Regions from separate parts of the Muntiacus reevesi genome. Here region 2 is linked to region 1. The links are chromatin contacts, called in public Hi-C maps. All regions are on one chromosome and are shown on one strand. Each heading gives the region's core, a stretch centred on a gene start, on an enhancer-like site or on the middle of the called end of the contact. The rest is flanking DNA. Distances are from core to core; before and after follow the strand shown.

Region 1 (6,115 bases), core at 1,686-4,185:
ATATAAAACGTACATAGATTATCCACAACCCAGAAATTCCACCAGTAGAAACATATTTCAAGGAAATCAATTTACAAAAATGCACAAGGATTAAAGAATGGGGGGAGGAGGGCCCAGTACATACAATATGCACTGGTTTTAAAAAAAATGGATTATTTCTATTACCATAGGTATCTCCCATGTATACGTAAGATACATGTTAGACTTAAAAAAAAAGTACATCTAACTATACAATAGAATAGCTATTAAATATGATATAGATCTTTATTAATAACACAGGAAGAGGCCCACAATATACTCAAAAGATTATAAAGCATTTACTGTATGATCTCTGTTAAAAAAAATTAATAACATTATATGCGTTAAGTCTGCCCACACATGTACTGATATATGCATAGTGGACTTCTCCAGTTGGGAAGAACCCCTGGAGAAGGGAATGGCTACCCACTCTGGTATCCTTGCCTGGAGAATTCCATGGACAGAGGAGCCCAATGGGCTACACTCCATGGGGTTGCAAAGAGTTGCCCCTACTGAGAGTCTAACAGGGGTAATGAGATCAGGCAACTCACTCATAAACTGCCCTTCTGATAAAGAAAGGCAAGAGGACAGCCTTCTCCAGGTGGACCCCATGCTTGAGGGAACACAGCGCTGACAGTTGGATTCCAGCCTACAGGCACCACTCCCCCACATCTCCTCGGAGTGTCCTTACGCCCGCTGGGATAGGATTACGGATAGTTCTCACCTATTTCTGCCATTCGGTGCTGGCTTACTATTATTACCATAAATGCAGAAATTTACTCTTTGCTGACAATTTCCATTCAGAAAACAGAAAGTCTTGCCTTCATTCTTCTAAATCTAATCCCAGCTTCACTTGTACTCCTTCCACTGCCCTTACATAATCCTGCATTCTCTGATACCAAATAAAATCTCTACCCCAACAACACGTAATACAAAGGTTAAGGAGCACACCCTGCATTAAGAAACGTCATTTAAAAGAAAAGAAAAGAAATGTCATTCTAACAGAACATGAAGATACTTAGTACTGGAACTGAGAAAGGTAGTCTACACAAATTCATCCCCCTTCACCACTCAAATATTCCTTCAGCAAACAGTACACTCTAAAAACAAAAATAATTGTTTACAGTCCCCCCCATTTAAATCTAAATGCAAGATCTATTTCCTCATCACACTAGTGGGTTCCCCACAGCCAGCCATTTGAATAAAAATCGTGATTATCATGCAGTGAGGCAAGGCATCTGTAAAATAATACAACCGCTGGACTAGGATTAAAGGACAACTGGGTTCTTTTCTTGGCTCTGTGGAATATGTAATTTTACACAAACAAAATCACCACCTCTCTGGGGCTCATTTTTCTCATCTCTGAAGCAGGGTTTGGGCTAAAAAAAACCCCTCCAAGGCCCCCTTGAAACTTGTGATAGGGCTTTAAGCCGCCTTTCTATTCTGGAAGAGCCGATTTCAGGTAGCAGCAACAGTTATTTCCTAAGTCAGAGCTAATTCACTCTTCATGCTTCTCTTCAAAGTGTCGTGCTCAAATAGTTCTCCAGTCTAGAAATACTCTCACGCAGAAAAGTCTGTCATGACCAACTAACAAAATATTTTTCAAAAGGAAAAAAAATAGGTTTACTTAAGTTTAAAGGAGGGGAGCACTAGTCCTTACTCAGATGTTAACAGTTTTTCCAAAAAAAGAGGCACTCGAAGGCAGCACCACACTGGTGGATGGTTTAAATATTTCTTTTAAAACAAAGAACCCATGCAGAGGAAAACTGCTAGCAAATACAACCATCACACGTTTGGAAGGCATAGGGCAAAAAACAAACAAACAAAAAAAACCCCGTGCCTTTCAGACCGGATTTACTTTCCCCTATTGAAGCACGCTGGTAAGGAAGAAAACCTGTGTCGCCAAAAAGGAATTAGGGAGGAAGCGACCTTTTTAAGGGTCTTTTCACTGGACAAAGTCAACTGCATTTTCGGATACCGTGTGCTTGTGTGCTTAACACAGTCGTGCAGCCCACACAGTGAACACTCGTTCACACTCTTCCGACCGGCTGGGGTGGCAGCGTGGACGAGTCACAAGATAGCGGCGGGAGTGGAAATTTCCTCTCCCCGGGCGTGGGGCAGGGTCTAGCTTCCCCGACCGCTCGGCGCAGCCGGCCGCCTCCGCCAGGCCCTCTCGGGGCCGGCGCGCTCCGTACAAAGGAGGCCGGGCACTCGGCCCCCACGCGCTCGGGGCTCGGGGCAGCGGTCCCCGGCTTCCGGCGCCGCAGGCCCGGGCTGCACGTGCGCCCGCTCCCAGCGGGGAGGAAGGAACCGGCGGGGGCTGCCAGCGGGCCCCGCCGCCTCGCCCGCCCGCCGGCCCCGAGAGAAATGAATGGGGCCGCGCTACTCCTCGGCCGCCGCTGCGGCTCGCGTTCGAGTCTGGCGACCGAGACGAAGACCGCTGCGGGCGGCGGTGGCTCCTGGGGCCCCCACGCGGGGAGCCACCTCCCGCCTTCCCTTCCCACCCGACCCCGCCCGGCGTCCCCCCCAGACCGCGGCCGGCCCGGGTGCCCAACCGCCGCCCGCTCACCCCAGCTCTTGGCGGTGCGCCCCAGGAACTCTCCGGTTGTCCGGTTGTAGATGAAGAGCTTCCACTCGGCCAGGCTCTGGTTGAAGGACTTTTTGTCTGTCTTCGTCATGGTGTGTGTGCCGACTGCGAGAGGAGCGGCGGCCGCGGGGGTGGAAGCGGCGAGGAGCGCGGAGGCGCGTCCCGGCAAGAGCGGCGAAGCCCGGCGGCGGCGGCGGCGGCGGAAGGCGCGACGGCACAGGAAACCTTCTCGCTGCGGTGAGCGCTCAAGCGGACTGCGCTGCGCCGCGCCGCGCCGGGGCCGCAGCTCCGGCCGCGGGAGCCTGACGTCTCCGCCCTCCGCAGCCAATCCCCGCGCTGTTCAGGCCCCGCCGCCGCCGCCGCCACCGCCTCCCGCCCGCGGCTGGGCGCAGCCGGACGCGGCGAAGATGCCCCGCCCATTGCCCCGCCCCTGCCCCTGCCCCGCCCCGCGGTACCCGGCCGGCTCCGGGACGCTCTGGGCTCCCTCATCCCTGGCCGGAGGAAGCGAAAACTGTGCAGAGCAACTTAAAAAAAAAAATATCACGAGAGCTTAATAAGAAGCAGGTTTATAATGACAAGCAGAAGATGAGCGTCCCTGACCCACAGGTTTCTCAGAAGGAGGACTCTGGGGAGATGCTGCAGGCGACCGGGACCCGGGGTCCCTTCGGTTCCTTGCCTGCTGCAGCGCTGGACGCGAAGAGCGCGGAAACTACTCCAGTCAGCTAAGTCGCCTTCACCGAGAAGGGGACCTCACCCCTCTCTCCGCAAACCGTTTCCAGGCGTTCTCCTCTGCGCTTTATGACGTGACTAAAAGATAGTCGGCTGTAGTTTTTCGTGAAGATGTTTGATGTACTACATAGCGCTGCTCAGAGAACGCGCTGACTTGGCCCTTTTGAAGGAGTCAAGTAGGAATCCTAGGTCAGTGGGGATTTCATCCAAAGTTTGCCGGTGTTAAGTAAGTTCAGTATAGTTTTCTCCAGATTTAATTGAATTTATCAGTGAAACCAATACACATGTTTTCCTGAAGTTCCTGTCAGCTGTTAAGACCTGCTTTTCTCACTCAGGCTCTACAGGAAATCAATACTTTCTTTAGTTTGATTCCTAAATAATGTTCCTGACTTTTCATCTTTTCCACAGCATGGTTGCTCCCTTTGGTCAGAGCTGAGGGTGCAGTCGTTATTTTCCTACACGAGGTGGAGCTGAAGAGTACCGTGCTCTGAGACTTGTGACAGCATGAAAAAATTTAAATGGGAGTTTGGGCAGGAGGTGGGGGTTTGTTTTGTTTTGTTTTTAGAGAACAGAAATGGAGCACGGCCTCTGTTTTATCAGGAAATAAAAATTATCAATGAAGGAATAGCACACACCTTATTGTTTGGAATGATGCATTATAGTCCATCAGAGAGTTTTAAACAGCCTGCAAATGCGTTAAAGGAGTAAGTGGATAACAAAATTCTGGCATTTCTCTTGTTTCCTCACTTTGTTTATCTAAGCAAGGAATTATGTCCTTCACAAATTGAAAAGGGATAGAAGAATATATTATTATAAAGTGATTTCCCCCTGTGCTTAGGAAACCTAAATTTATAATTATGACCAAATCCAGTTATTTTGTTGAACCAATGACAGCAATAGATTTACAAAGCCTTTTGTAAAGTTTGGCATGAAAATGGTATTAGAAATAGCAAAATATTGTGCACGCAAACTAGAATACATCTCTACAGTTCTTAAATAAGGTTGGAAAAGAACTGAGGAATGGAAGTAGTTAAGTATTTTTCTCTCATTTAAAATCGAACTACGAATTAGAGGACAGCTAAAATATTAGTAGAGCTGGTAGCAGGCTTTCTAGTTTGGGCAACAGTGAAGATGCAGTCTGTTTGAAATAAAATATAAAGCCATCTGCTTTATTGATTTTGTGTGTGTGTTAACAAGCACACTTCGGGAAATAACCTGGCGCACACTACAGAAGCATGGTAAACAAGAACATTATGAAATAGCATTTCAAAGATATTGAACACTGCCAGATATTTGCAGTTTGTATATTTTTAATGGTCATTAATATGCATTTCGTACATAATGCTTTTCCAATTAAGTAAGTAAAAATATAATTCAGTAAGTGTTTTCAAAATTCATGCCTAGCTTACTGTAATAACTAATCCAACCAATTTCAGTTTGGGGAAAAGTTTACATCCTAATTCAAAACACAGCAACTATTTGTTTCTCTGATACATGATTCTTGAGCATGACTTGGAAGAGAATATACTAAGTGTATTGGGGGATATTGGCCCACCAGGTATGAGCAGATGAAATATCAAATTTAATCACAGTATTATTCCTTCTAGATGGACTTTACAATACTTAAGTCTCCCTTGTGAAAGCAGTTATTTTGGATTTCCCTGGTGGTATAGTGGTAGTCGGGATGGCCCAGTGGTAGTCAGGGTGGCCGAGTTGGAGTAGTAACTCCACTCCAGTATCCTTGCCTGGAATTTTCCATGGACAGAGGAATCTGGTGGGCTGTAGTCCATGGGATTGCAAACAGTTAGACACAACTAAGCGACCGAGCAATTCAGGGGACACTGGTTCCATCCACATGCGCTAGGCCTGTGTGCCACAACTAATGAGCTGCATGCTGCAACTGTTGAAGTCTGCGTACCTAGACCCTGTGCTCCACAAGAAGAGAAGCCACTGCAATGAGAAGCATGTGCACTCCAACTCGAGAGTCGCCCCTGCTCTTTACAACTAGAGAAAAGCCCACACAGCAAAGAAGACCTAGCACAGCCAAAATAAATAGATTTTTTTTAAAAAGTATCAGACAACAACAGTGATTCAGCGTCCATCTCGCCTCCACCACCCAATTACTGCCTCCAGGGTACGTGATGACAAAGCTCTGGGGAATCTTCGAAAAGCTGGATGAGGCAGAATGAGGAAGAAATCGTTGTGGACCACTGGCTCAGTCGGCTCTCCAGTCAGCAGAATTCATTTACTAGTTTCTAGTGGGCACAAGCAAGATATTTTGGCTCTCAATTTGCTAAAACTCTTCATTTATTTCTGAATTTTAGAATTATGTATACAGAAAAAGAGGCTTCCCTGGTGGCTCAGATGGTAAAGCGTCTGCCTACAATGCGGGAGACCTGGGTTCAATCCCTGGGTCGGGAAGATATCCTGGAGAAGGAAATGGCAACCCACTCCAGTACTCTTGCCTGGAAAATCCCATGGACAGAGGAGCCTAGTAGGCTACAGTCCATGGTGTCGCAAAGAGTCAGACACGACTGATCGACTTCACATTCATTCATTCATATAGAAAAAAGTATTCCAGTTCTTAAAACAGCATCTTATTTATAACTTGGTGGTGTAACTAGGACTGTGGTACTAAATCACTGAAAGACCATTGTCCCTCAGAGAATAGATACTAAGATTTCCCTAGAAATAGTCCTCTCTTTCCCACAAGCGACAGCTATAATTGTGTTGGCATTTTATTGTATCTGAGAAACACATTCATGAATACATATTCCTCTT
Region 2 (6,115 bases), core at 961-3,460, 140 kb after region 1:
TAGGCCCAAAAACTAAGTACCTAAAAACCTGATATACAAAATAAGTGGATCACATCTGAAATCTAGTTCTTTTAAAAAGTAAAAAAAAAAATTTGAATCCCATAGTTGCAAATTCTCTTTAAAACAAATTCCTACGAATGAAAAACATAAGCGCATCCTACAGAGAGAGTAAACTGAGAAACCTCTTGTTTCTGGTAGGTCTGAATTTTCAATGCTCAAGAAGGGAAAGCCACTTTTTTAAGTTATTTTCTCCAACTGTCTCATTTTTCTGTGCAAGACAAAGTTCTCAAACTACAGAAGCCTCAGTTTTCTCCAGCTACCTTCAAGAAATGACATTTAAGGCGCTCTTAAATGCTGTAGTTTTAAATGCCCTATTTAAAAATATAACGTGCATTTAAACAGCAACTCTTTTTTAAGGTCGTCTAAGAGCTTAAAACAGAGACCATATAAAACACAACGAGATGAAGTTGTTCTGAAAGGCTTCACTTGGTCCAATATTTTTATTAAAAATATCATAGAAAGAAGTAACAAGTTTGCAAAAGAGGGCTTTCCATAAAGGCCGGATTTGAGGGCACTACCCTTCTCAAAGAGATGGAATGCTAGGATGGGGAGTGGCCAGGAAAGAGATGAAGCTTCATGCCTCTGAATAAAAGGGTTTACATTCTTCTAGTTCAAGCCAACCGAGTGCTATCTGACCAATCTTGAATCATCCAGGTTTAAAAGCCAGCAGAACAGTAGCCAATCCAGAAAGGGGACGGCTAGGAACACTCTTCTTCCCTGCGCCTCTCCAGAGCACGACTAGTGGTCGTTTTTGTGGAAGATGACTCCGGAGCATCACTTTGGTGTGTGACCAGAAGCATCAGACTGGTCCGCTGACTCAGGGCCTTGACCTTGACGTCTGTGTGGTTTGTTTTCGGCAAAGGGTGCCGTCGCTGGCCACACAAACCGAAGTGGTTCCTCCCAGCTCCCATTAAATCACCTACTTTTATTGTGATCACACCGATCACTACTGGAAATGACCTTGTTCAATTGTCCTTCCGGCCACCCCCTTTTCTCCCAGAATACCCGTCCCCGGCACAGGTCGTCTGCTGAACGACCCCTCGGCCCCTGGCAGCGGCCGCAGCCCTCGGATCACCAGCAGCTCGGGCGTGGCCCGCGGTCTCCCGGCGCCAGGGCAGGGCGATCCCGCCCCCACTCCTCCAGGAACGGTCTCTCGGAGGCTTGGTCCTTCCCCCCACGCCCGGAGCCCGGCCTGCGGAGGCCGCAGCACAGCCGGGGCCTCGCGTGCTGCGCTTACCCATCACCTGGACCCTGCAGATGGCGCACGTATCGCACTCCACGTCCCAGCTCCACATGGCCACAGCGTTCCACTTCTTGAGAGAGAACATTTTGTCGCCGCCCGACTTGGATCCTGAGCTCCCCGAGTGAGACGACAGGGCGCAGGGTTCCTCACCGTCTTCCACGTCGGCCATAGCGGCGGCGCGGGGCCGGCGGCGGAGACGTTGGGTCGTGGGAGGTGGGCGGCTATGGCGGCTCCGTGGGGCCGCCCGACGGGCCACAGCGCCGCCCGCAGGCCGCGGGCCGCCGCGGGGGTCTAGGACGGGGCGGCGCCCGCGATTGGCTGGCGCGGCCCAGTGACGTCACCACACGCCGGCACCAGCGGCTTCCCGGAGTCCTGGTTCCCGGTACTCACGTCCCCAACGCCCGGCCAGCTCAGCGGGCTGAGAGACCCCGGGCCGACCCTGCGCGGTGGAGGGTTCCACTGCGCAGGAAACACGTGTCCTGTTTTATGTCTTCATGACACCGCTTTTAGAAGCTGTCTTGTTGATATGTTCGTTTGCCGTCCTTCTCAAATGTAAACGCCCTGGGAGCGGGGCCTATTTCTTGATCATCGCCTTCGTTAAGAACTGCAGCCTCGGGAGGAACAGTTATTTGTTGAGTGAATGAATGACGAGCTAGGAATCTGGTTCAACGGTTCTCAAATTTTTTGGTCTCGGGACCCCTTTACACTTAAAAATTACTTAAGGACATTTAAGAACTTTTGTTTGTGTAGGATGGATGTGTACATATACACGCTTATACATATGTATTTCCTTTTTAAGAAAACGGGAAAAAATATATTAATTCATTTCAAAACAGTAAGAAATCCATTACAAGTTATCCTTAGAATACCTATATTGGACACTCACAAGAGAGAATGAAGAGAAATAGCTATGACGGCTGTGCTGTGCTCAGCCGTGTCCGACTCTGCAGATACCATGGACTGTAGCCCGCCAGGCTTCTCTGTCAATAGGATTCTCCAGGCAAGAATACTGGAGTGGTGTAGCCATTCCCTTCTCCAGGAGATCTTCCCAACCCAGGAATCGAACCGGGGATTCCTGCATTGCAGGCGGACTGTTTACCAGCTGAGCTACCGGGGAAGCTCATAGCTATGAATACTGGTATGTAAATAGTTTTGACCTTGTTGGTCCCCTGAAAGGATTCCAGGAACCCTGGAGACCACACTCTAAGAAACTTAAAGGTAGTTTAATTTTTTATATGTAGGAATAATGAAGTCCCCAAATGTAATTTATAGTAATTCTGCTATATTTGTAAAAATATTATAAATAATATTATAATAAATTAATTAAAACAAATAATTATTAATATTTAATAATATTAAATTAATTAAAATTATTATAAAAATTATAAAAAGTAATTTATAGTAATTTAGAAAAGTAATTCTGCTATTCTGAGAAGGTGACAGTGGAAACCAGGGTTCTTCTATTGCTAGCCCAGGGTCATGTTATGTTTTCTCAAGCAAAGCAGGTAACATCTCCATTTAAAAGATACCAAACCTGAGGCACAGAGACCGGAAGATGCTTGGTCACCACTCCCACCTAGTGGTGGACACCTGCTGTGTCAGGATTAGGACTCAGAGCTTCCCACCTCTATTGGGACTCATCATTCCTTCATTTCCTGGTGTCAGGCCTTGTGCCCCTGGGTCTAGGCTAGCCAAACTCCAGAAATCTGGCAGAGGAGACAAGGATGCATTAAACGTGTAAGAATACAGTTATGGACACAGGGACACGTTTGGCCAGATGGTATAATATGTGCTGTTTGTTGAGTGGTGCATTAAGTGCTCTAATAGACAGAAACGTTCCTCAAGACAGATGGAGTGAGGGCAAACCTCATAGAAGAGGTAAAGTTTGAACTGGGGGGGGGGGGGGGGGAGATGGGAGGCCTTGGAGTCCAGGAAGTAAATGGAGAAAGCAAACGGACAGAGCAGTAGTGGTGGTAGCAGGTATAAATCTGACCGCAGTAACTTCACAAGCCAGACAAAAATGTCTGTAAACAAACCCAGATGAACCATCCAGAACATGTTTCATTCACATTAAGCTATTGCATATGTGACTGTAAATGACTATAAATGCTAGATAATTAATTTTTAAAAAAAGAAGACTGGAACCCGAAGAGGATAAAAATGCCCCACTTGGTGTGAACTGGGCAGTTTGAAAGAGAAAAAGACGGACCTTAGATGAAAGGCCAGAGGATAATTAAGAAGGAGTGGTACCTGTTGGTGTTGAGTCTGAACCTCACCTCCCTGCCCCTGGATTATTGTGTCCTGGCTTCCTTCCTATCTCTGCTCCCCACTCTAGCATTCAATCTAAAATGCCTGTTTAATTTTCCTATACTCCTTTTCCACCCAGCACTCTGCTGCTCAAAATGTTCCACGGCTCCTCTTTATCATTACAGCAAAATCTAAGTGTGCCAGTTGGTCCTTTAAATCCTGCCACAATATAGCACCAATCCACTTTTCCAGTGTCATTTCCTAAGCACTCCTCACTGAGACCCTCATCAGGTTAGTTAGCTCAGGCATCCAAATACACTGAGGACTGTCTTTTTTCCCCCCCTCTCACATTTTAACACCTCTGAAATTGGTCAGAACTTCTCTCTACCTGCTCCAGCTACATTGCTTCTGCACTGAGGAAAAACTCACTCATCTTGTTGTCCTTAGTGACCATTCTTTGCCACTATTCATTCCTCCCAGAAAAATCATGACACGTGGCACTTATTGTGTTTCTTCCTCTCTTTTGGCGCCAGGTCATATAACAACCCAAAAGTGCTGTTACTGATGTTCATCAAACAATTATAAGGTGTTTTTTTTTTAACTGACAGCTCATAAATGGTAAAAACCTTAAAATAGTAAATTGAGGACCCAATGGGAAAAAAGCAAGTACTGTTAATAGACTCTTCAGAAATTGCTACATATATACTAGCAGACATGTAACACATCAACTCATTTAAAAACTTAAATTGAAAAAAAAAAACTTAAATTGTGGTAAAATATATATAACACAGAGTTTACCATCCTAAAGATTTAAAATTTATTTATTTATTTATTTTTGGCTGTGCTGGGTCTTCATTGCAGGCGGGGGCTATTCTAGTTGCAGTGCATGGGCTTCTCGTTGCAGTGGCTTCTCTTGCTGTGGAGCACAGACTCTAGTGCGCAAGGGCTTCAGGAGTTGTGACTCCTGGACTCTAGAACATAGGTTCAGCAGTTGTGGTGCATGGGCTTAGTTGCTCCACGGCATGTGGGATCTTCCTGGATCAGGAATGGAACCAATGTCTCTTTCATTGGCGGGTGGACTCTTTCTCCCCTGAGCCACCAGGGAAACCCCCATCCTAACCATTTTTAAGTGTATATAGTTCAGTAGCATTAAGTACATTCACATTGTTATCAACCAATCTCTAGAACTTTTTCATCTTCCCAAACTGAAACTGATTGCATACCCATTAAACAACTCTGCATTTCCCCCTTGTCCCTCTGGCACTCACCATTTTCCTTTCTGTTTCTGAGTTTGAGTAACCTAGGTACTTCACATAATTAGAATTATACAGTGTTTGTCTTTTTGTAACTGGTATATGCAGCATAAAGTCTTCCAGGTTCATCCATGCTGTAGCATGTGTCAGAATTTCCTTCCTTTTTAAAACTGAATACTATTCCATTGTATGTATTTACCACATTTTGCTTATCTATTCATCCATCAGTGGATACATGGGTTGCTTCTATCATTGATTATTATGAATAACACTTTATGAACATAAGTGTACAATCATCCCTTCGTGATCTTGCTTTCAATTTTTTTGGATATATAAACCCAGAGGTGAAGTTGCCACCTCATATTATATCAGTTCATTTTAATGTGAAATTTTCACATTCACTATTCTCCAGGCTGCTCTTCTTGTTTAAGAGTATGACTAGTGCATCTCTCCAGATAGCACTTCCATATCCACATTGTTCTTCCTAATGACTGCACAGTATTCCACTATATACATTCCCTGTGATTTACGTTTCTGAGAACCAGTTGAGAGACATTTAGTTGTTTCCAATGTATAACTAATAATGCTGCTGTGAACATCGTAATATGTATTTCCTTGTACGTGTCTGGGAGTATATCTATCTATATATTATCATATATATTATATTATACTATATTATATATATGTCTATATAGATAGATATACTTCCAGACACATGCAAGGAAATACTTATGATGCCTAAGTTAAGGTTATGGTTTTTTGTGTTTTTTTCATTTTGATAGACATTGTCAAAATATACCTAAATGAACACACAGATTTTACACTCCCATACAGTGGATGTCAGTGGAAAATCTTTAAAACGTTCTTTTTTCTTTTTTTTTGAGCAGAAACAATTTATCAGGAAGCCTCACACATCTTACACATTGGATATATAAGTTCTGGAGATTTGTTAAGTTGATGTCACTATTCCATAGGTTTGCTTACCCTGACTATTTCAACTCATGCCCTAATGTTTACTTTTAATGTATGAGGATCTTGACTTCCTTGCTAGGTGCTAAGATCCTCAAGAGAGGACATAATTTACCATAACCATCCTCACCTCCACAGTTAGTTTTTTGCCTGAAACATACCAGAACTTGTTGCATTATACACAGAATCAATGGCAGTTTCTAAGTGCTAAATGAAGAGATCTTAAGCCTATTTTTTTCCTATTTCTCCTGTGTAGCTGTTGTAAGTGAAATAACTGGAATCACTCAGTTCTAACATCAGCAATAATACCAGTCATTAATATTAATTTTTGAAAGTGTACAAT

What was found. Hi-C and Micro-C count contacts between places; a contact is called where the count stands out from the background.
Region 2: a contact with region 1 is called in a Hi-C map of muscle, with 14 times the contacts expected there. The contact joins the promoter of RNF7 here to the promoter of ATP1B3 in region 1. A contact is called at or near these places in 2 of 3 Hi-C or Micro-C datasets (blood and muscle).

What each region holds. Positions count from the first base shown.
Region 1 is chr8:7,375,565-7,381,679 of mMunRee1.1, forward strand. It overlaps ATP1B3 (ATPase Na+/K+ transporting subunit beta 3), which reads right to left and starts at 2,936. Exons shown (of 7, transcript XM_065942771.1): 1 at 2,588-2,936. The coding sequence starts at 2,696.
Region 2 is chr8:7,512,930-7,519,044 of mMunRee1.1, forward strand. It overlaps RNF7 (ring finger protein 7), which reads right to left and starts at 2,211. Exons shown (of 3, transcript XM_065942934.1): 1 at 1,305-2,211. The coding sequence starts at 1,472.